Regions from separate parts of the Gossypium hirsutum genome. Here region 1 is linked to region 2. Evidence: chromatin contacts called from public Hi-C data. All regions are on one chromosome and are shown on one strand. Each heading gives the region's core, a stretch centred on a gene start, on an enhancer-like site or on the middle of the called end of the contact. The rest is flanking DNA. Distances are from core to core; before and after follow the strand shown. Region 1 holds the start of LOC121218631 (sodium/hydrogen exchanger 6). Region 2 overlaps LOC121218630 (acetyl-coenzyme A synthetase, chloroplastic/glyoxysomal).

Region 1 (3,949 bases), core at 912-3,411, 45 kb after region 2:
TGTTAGTGTTGAAGATTGGAGAAGAAAGTTGTTTGTGTTTTGGTACGAAAATTCGTGCTGTTCAAAACTATTTTGGAGAGAGAAAGCTTAACTACAGAAAGAAAGGAATAAAGGCTTTTGATTGATGTAGTAAATTCGAATAGAAAAACCCATACAATAACAATTTTAACAGTTTGGTAAACTAAATTAAAACTTTCGAATAATTTAGTGACCATTTCGTAACTTTTTAAAATTAAGGGACTAAAATGCAAACATACTAATACTTTAGTGAATTTGATCACGTTTTCTCTCCCCTTTCCTGAGTTTATGTCTCTCTTTGTTTGAACTATTTTGTTGTAAATAAATTGGAATTTGATCTATTTTTTAAAAATAATTTTGGATAAATTACATTGTAGGTCACTTAAATATATTTAAATTTATTTTTCATCACTCATTTATGAAAAATTATAAAATTATCATTTATTATCTTTTTTTTTGTCCAATTTTATTTAACCGCGATTAACTTTGTGATGAAAAGTCTAACATGATAAATCTAAAATTAACACAATAATAAATTTAATCCTTAATATTTATACATTTTATCAAATTAATCATTATTCTAAAAAATTAACTTAAAATTAAACCAATTTTTTATCACTTATTCCCCTAAAATCCAACTAATATTTACAACTTCATCAAGAAAAAAAATCAATCCAATAATAAATATATAAAATAAAAACCACTATTATAACAAAAAGCAGTGTCATTTTTTGAAAAAATAATCATTTTATTTAAAAATAAATGACTCTTCTCTCACTAAACCCTTAAAAATACTTAATCATTTTATTTTCGTTTAACTCGATTGATATGGGCATTATTGTCAATGTAGGAGGACGCGAGTTTGAGTGCGCTAAAACGCATTATCCTCTTATTTATGGGTTGGGGAGATGATATGAATAATTATTCTAAGTATTGTGCCAAAAAGATTAGATATGATCAAAACTTATAATGCCATAGTTAAAATTTTTTTTCTTCTTTTAGTGATTGTTTTAATAGCTTTGTAATAGTCTTATATTTAATCACATACATCGGTTTATCAAGAATTAATATTATGTATTAATTTATATAGTTTTTATAAACGTTTTAATTTTAAAAAAATTGATCCCACAGTCCAAATTTTTCGAATATGCCTCTGATGAAAAGCATCAACTATTAAGAATCTAATCTTATCTTATCGATTTCCTTTTAAGGAAAAAGTTCAAATTAGTGGCGCCATTGATCATCGAAGAAGACATCAACACAGTGGAGGTAAAGGTAAAGGTGAAGGTGAAGTTGAAGGTGAAGATGACAATTATTAAGTTTGGGTGAGCAAGAAAAAAGAAAAAGAAAAAAGAAAAAAAAGAGAGAGAAAATGATAGGGAGGAAAGAAGAAATATAAAAAAGAATAGCAGTGAAAGGGAAAAAAAGAAGAAGGGAGAATTTAACAAATTTTTTAAGAATTAGGAGCAAATTGAAATAATATGTAAATATTAGGGCTGAATTTGGTATTATACCAAATTTAGAACTACGTCGTCTCTGGTTGGGCACTATTTTGTAATTTTTCAGTGAAGGCCTTTCTTGTCCCTCTTAATTTTAATATTAAACAAATTGGTCCCTCAAAAAATTAAAGCAATTTAATCTCTATCAATTTTGATTATGAGCAACTACGGACTATTAATAACAATGTTAATTTTTTTCCTCAATTGTACATATTTTTAATTGGTCTAATAATAATTTTAACCCTCAAAATTTACATATTCTGTCAACTTGGTTTTAATTTAACAAATTTAACCCACAAAATTTACACATTATATCAATTTAGTCGTAACAATTTGATCCCGCAACATTTACACAATAAAATTTAGTATTATACCAATCAAAATTGCATATAATTGATGGAATACAATTAATGTTGTAATAAAATTTCCTTAACTGCTCACTTTCGAAATTGATAGGATGGTCCGATTTTTTTGAGAGGGACTCAATTGCTCAATATTAAAATTGAAAGGGGCCGGGGAGGTGTTTTTACCTAATTTGTTAGATAAGTGATTAAAAAGAAAGTTAAGCATAATTAAGTGACCTGTAGCATAATTTATCCAATGGTTTATTTAATATATATTTAAAATAAAAAAAAACCTCGACTATCACATTTGGTCTTAATAAATTTATTGTCAACTAGGGTTAAAAAAGGCAAATAAAAATTTAAGGAAAAAGACGTCGAAAAAGGTAACATCGGAAAAGAAAATTGCCGTCCTCGAGGCCGTCGTCGGAGGCGTTCCTTGATCGTTGATCCCCGTGAAGCGTCTTCGTTTATCAAAATTGAGAGGATGGATAATTCAACGGCGGAGAAAGGGAGCCCGGGGCAAGAGCAGCAGGCTGCCGGAGTGGGGATTCTTCTTCAGATTATGATGCTTGTTCTTTCTTTCGTCGTTGGCCATGTTCTTCGCCGCCACAAATTCTACTACCTTCCCGAGGCCAGCGCTTCTTTGCTTATTGGTTAGTCTACTTCTTCCTGATTGTCTTTGTATATCGTCTTTCGATTCCTTAGTCAGCGAGATAATAGCGTTTCTTTTCAGGTTTGATTGTTGGTGGACTTGCTAACATCTCCGACACTGAAAGAAGCATCAGGTTTTCCATTTCTTTTTTTTTCTTCTTCTTGTTATGATTAGTATTTCTTCTCAGTTTTCAATTTCAATCTTCTGTGATAAAATTGAGAAACCCTGATTTCATTTGGTGTTAATAACCTGGGCAGGGCGTGGTTCAATTTCCACGAGGAGTTCTTCTTCCTGTTTCTGCTACCTCCAATCATCTTATATCCTTGCATTTCTTAGATAATTGAAGATTTGTTTCCTACCTACCTGATATTAACATTTCTGTCTGCACATTCTCTTATCTCTCAAGTTGGGTTTTGTAGCTAATTATTTTCCTTAACTTACCCTTTCCGGCACTCAGTCAGGGTTTAGCCTATCACCTGTAAGTAGTAGTAACTCTCTTTCTATTACTTAGTGTTTTTTGCATATTGTTTTTTTTCCTGTAATTCTCATCCCCTTTTCTCTCCTTTGAGCAGAAACCCTTCTTCTCTAACTTTGGAGCCATTGTCACATTTGCTATTTTTGGAACTTTTATAGCTTCAGTTGTTACTGGAGTTTTAGTGTGAGTATTTCTTTAGTACAGAAATATCTGTCTTTTTGTGCTGCAAGAGATCTCTTTTTCTCACCACTTTTTAATTCTCATGTTACAGGTATCTTGGTGGTCTTATGTACCTCATGTACAAACTCCCTTTTGTTGAATGCCTAATGTTTGGTGCTCTTATATCAGCGACCGACCCTGTTACTGTTCTTTCCATATTTCAGGTTTTTTTTTTACAATTTTGGCTACCTATTTTAGGTGGGTTAAGACTATACAAAAACATAATTATGCTAATAGTCATGGCATATACCTCCTCCAACACCATATATTGCAAATCAGTGAAGATTTATAGTAATTATTCAAATGATCCAAAAACAATAGTAACACTGACCTACTCAGTTGTGTGTGTGTGTTTTTTTTTGTGATGTAGCTTAACTTGTATTCTCTTCATTGATGTATCACTATACCTCTTATTTTTGTTTTGGGAAAATTGATTTAATTTAACTTAAATTCCATTTAATTGCTGCTTTTGTATCTTACATTTTTCCATTTGCTTTTGCTTCCCAAAAGACGGGTAAAAAGCAAAAGGGAACAGAGAAAGAAACTACATTATGAGTAAGAATGAATGAATAACTAACATGCAACACTAATATATTATAATTGTTTCTCAAAAGTATAACCATGCATTCTTATTCTCATAAAAAAAGTGTAAATTTAGTTTTCAATTATTAACAAATATTAGTGTTTCTTTTGTATTAGTTAGTTAGTTTGTTCCTGCAAAAGGCAAGCATCAAAAGCAAAA
Region 2 (4,080 bases), core at 1,167-3,666:
GTTGATTGAAAACGATGTCTCAACCATTCCATACATATACAAAGAGATAAAGCAATAAAGGACATCCTTGACGAATTCTCCTTATCGGCTTGAATTTAAAAGTTGGAACTCCATTCCATAGGACCTGCATGGTAGAGGTCGAAATAGCATTCATAATAACCTGTATTAAAGAAGAACGGATACCTACTACTTTGAGTGAGGCTTCTACAAAGTCCCAATGCACTCTATTATAAGCTTTCTCCAAATCAATCTTGATAGCCATCTATTCAGAGGCGGATTTAGGGGGGCTGGCAGGTGCCCCGACCCCCCCTAAAATGTAAAATTGTTATTTAGGCCCTTAAATTTTTTTAAAAATTTTAAATTAGTAAAGGTAAAATTTCATTTAAAATTATAAAAATCGATTTAATCCTTTTAAAATTATAAAGATATAGACTATAAAAAATTAAATTTTCATCTGGCTCCCCCTAAAAATTTGTTCTGGCTTCGCCCCTGCATCTATTGGAGATTCTTCTTGAACCTCATGGAATGTAGGCTTCCTGAGCAATGACAACGTTATCGATAATACTTCTCCCCGCTATGAACCCAGTTTGCTCTTGGATTATAAGCTTCGAAAAAGTACTCTTAAACCTGTTCGCAATGACCTTCATAACCAGTTTATATAACACCGAACAAAGGCTAATGTGTTTGAATTGCGTAAGGTTTTTAGGATTAGAAACTTTTGGAACTAAGATGATAAGGGTATTATTAAATTCCGAGTCTATATTCCCTCCTCCAAAAATCTTCTAAACCCATTCGCAAATAACTCCTCTTAAATTATCCCACTGATTCTAAAAGAACAAAGCGTGGAAACCATCACTGCCAGATGCTTTCAGTAGAGCCATATTGAACAGGGCAGTCTTTATTTCTTCATTTATGACAGATCTCCCAAGAAAGACGATATCTTCGTGATCAAGTCTCAAAAAAGTTCTTGGAGGCATATTTCCCAACGGACATGGAACCTCTCCATAGAGGCTTTGAAAGAAATTAACCGCTCCAGTTTTAAGGGCCTCGGATTCAAAAACCCACTCCCCATTGAGTTATACAAAGCAGCTATTCTATTGAAATTTCTTCTTTGTATTGTACGTCTGTGGAAATACTTGGTGTTGCGATCCCCTAACTTTAACTACTCACATCTCGATTTTTGTTTCCAAAGCACCTCCTCATGATGCAAGATATTATTAATCTCCTCCTGAACCTCCAATTCCTGTTGAGCTAGAGTCCATGACCCATTGTATGTTGGAGAGCTTGTGGATTAGCCGCCTTTTACGATGATTAATGTGACCATAAACGCACTTATTCCAATTCCTGAGCTTATCGATGAAATCAGCTAACATTCTAGTCATGTCTCCATCAAATCTCCAATTGTCCCTTACACATTCTGAAAAATCGGGTGCTTCAACCATCTAGCTAAAAATGGAAAGGGACGATGTTTAGAAAAATTAGAGATCGACTGTAAATTAAGTAAAAGCAGCCTATGATCCGATTTAATTCTTGGGAGGCGAGTTACCAAGCAATTTGGAAAGGACTTCATCCAAGCTTCATTACCCAAAGCCTGATCAAGTCTCTCAAAAATATTACCGCAATGCCAAGTAAAAGGACCTTGAAATCCCAGATCATGTAGTTGAGCCTTATCCTTAAATTCACCAAAAAACGGGTATTTTCGACCTCTCACATATCCATCTTTTTTATCTTCCGAAGAGAGAATGGCATTAAAATCGCCAATGGCCAACCATGGCCATTGCCTCACCGGAATAGAAAGGCTCAGATCCCTCCACAAAACTTTCCTTTTCTGCTTATCAAGACTGCCATACACAAAGGCAATAAAAATCGGTTGAGAGTGGAGAATGGAGTAAATGCGAACCAGAATGAATTGAGGATGATTACCCAACACCTCAACATCAATAGATTTTTCCAGCCTAACCAAATACCACCAGAGAAGCCAATCGCTTCCACTCGATGTGATTTCTCCAGACCCAACTTAGCAATAATAGTATCGACTTTAGACCCACTAACCATAGGCTCAAGAAGATTGACTATATCCAGCTTATAATGGTTGTCATGCTCTCAAAATACTCTCGAAAAATTAACATTTGTGTACCTTGCACATTCCAAGATAGAATAGAAAAATTCATAATAAAAATTAAAAAAGAAGGAAAGGAGAAACTTATCTTACCGTCGATCATGGATAGAATTATCTAGCCGCTCTCCTTCTTCCAGCGACAAATCATTATCGACATATCCATCCAATTCACGTAAGAAGATCCACTGCCATCTTCATAGATTCAGCGCAAGAAACTCGCAAGTTTTCAGAAGTCTTGAATTTATTACCTGGACCCTTTAAGGTTTTATTTATTTTCCACCCTCCTTTCTGGCCAGGCGCTTTAACTCCACTCCCCCCATTGTTCTTCATATTTAGACGATTTTCGAAAATATTTGGATTGCCTCCAACCTCTTCGCCTAAAGGTTTCGGTTGGGTGTTCTTTTTGAATATAACTGCTGTGTGATTTGTTGCATCCAGTACGCCTTCTTTTACCGCCACGTCAATTACAGTTGCTTCCTCAAAGGTGGGGATAAAATGAAATAAATGCTCCTCTTTATACCCAGTAGAATTTGAAGGAATCATATTCAATCAAATCATTTTTAATGTTGGATACTTTTCGAATTTTAAAATTTGTCTTTACGCATATGACTAGTTAAATCTATTGACTAGCTTTTTTGGGAGTAATATATGAAAATAACAAGTTGACATAACATTATACATAATAATATATTTGTTGTTTTTAGAAAATAATTAAACTTAATAAATTCAATTATTATCATTTGATTAAAACTGAAATGTAAAAATTAAAAATCATCAAATTAACACTTACCCATAGTAAATTTCTCCTACTTTTGTGGGTACCTTAAATCTTTAATTGTTGCTAAAGCTAAGATGAAGGCATTTTTGGCAACTAGAATAGAAGATTTTATATTAAGATTGTCTGGTAGATTCGTCATGTCAGTTACATTTATGACAAAAACATGAAAAGCTTGTTGATCCCTTCATGAATTAAGATGTAATATTAATGATCCGCAACTGTTCACAAAGCCAATTGCATACAGGCCATACTCCATAGGGACGAATAGCTGAAAAGGGCAGGAAATTTCAGCCTCATTTATTAATTTATTATTATCATATCACTATATTATTTTTGAAAGAGTACAAATGTACATTAGTTTACATACATACAAAGATTAGGTTGGCCGGGGCCGGGAAGGGGGGGGTTTAGAAAATAAAAATATCAATATGGATGAAGCAACCTCCAAAGATGGGTAAAAAAAAGAGACAAATTAAGTACTTAAAAATCAAACTAGATGAAGCTATATAAGCCATCAAGATAAAAATAAAGAGCCAGAAAGATACTGAACTCACTGTCGAAATGGGAATGATATCCAGCAACAAGTGTGCAATTGAGTTGGTTCTTTGACTAGGTACTTTAGTGTGTTTTTCTGTTTCAGTTTCAGGTATCAGCAAGTTTAATAAGCTGGTCTACTACACCTGGATCGGCCAGTGTGCTTGTGTCTCCGAGTTCATCCAACTGTCTGGCCGCGATTTTCCTCAGAATCCTCCGCATTATCTTCCCACTCCTTGTTTTTGGGAGGGCAGGTGCCCAATGTATTTTGTCAGGTGCCGCGAATGCTCCTATCTGCAAGCCACCCACATGCACCTTTAACTAACCAATGTTTAACTAATCGGGATGTAAGGACACCGGTAGCTACGGCTACAGTTTAAATTTTTTATTCAACTGAATGGTAATGGTCAAAGCAACAAATTTTGAAAACTATTAGAGACCATAGCAAACATCTAAATTCCACGTCTTCTTTTCAAGGACCACACTTCAAAAAGTGCAAGGCTGACTAGGAACTAATATGGGTTTAAAGTACTTGGGAGGTTGCTGTATTATAGGGACTAGATCAATTTAATCTTTATACTATTAAAAAGAATTAAATAAGTCCAAATTGTAACAAAGTTAACATTTAATATATAAAAATTATTTTGAA

What was found. Hi-C and Micro-C count contacts between places; a contact is called where the count stands out from the background.
Region 1: a Hi-C map of anther shows a contact between it and region 2, with 3 times the contacts expected there. The contact joins the promoter of LOC121218631 here to the enhancer-like site in region 2. A contact is called at or near these places in 8 of 34 Hi-C or Micro-C datasets (anther, callus, hypocotyl and 2 more).

What each region holds. Positions count from the first base shown.
Region 1 is chrD06:63,310,200-63,314,148 of Gossypium_hirsutum_v2.1, forward strand. It overlaps LOC121218631 (sodium/hydrogen exchanger 6), which reads left to right and starts at 2,162. Exons shown (of 22, transcript XM_041096152.1): 1 at 2,162-2,514; 2 at 2,595-2,646; 3 at 2,771-2,830; 4 at 2,967-2,991; 5 at 3,086-3,171; 6 at 3,260-3,371. The coding sequence starts at 2,346.
Region 2 is chrD06:63,265,310-63,269,389 of Gossypium_hirsutum_v2.1, forward strand. It overlaps LOC121218630 (acetyl-coenzyme A synthetase, chloroplastic/glyoxysomal), which reads right to left. Exons shown (of 18, transcript XM_041096148.1): 18 at 3,167-3,725. The coding sequence ends at 3,540. Among protein-coding and RNA genes, the nearest start is that of LOC121218630, 7.8 kb to the right of the region's middle. Within about 2 kb of position 2,417, at least 6 of the 9 cell types and tissues checked have an H3K27ac peak or open chromatin away from gene starts, as enhancers often do.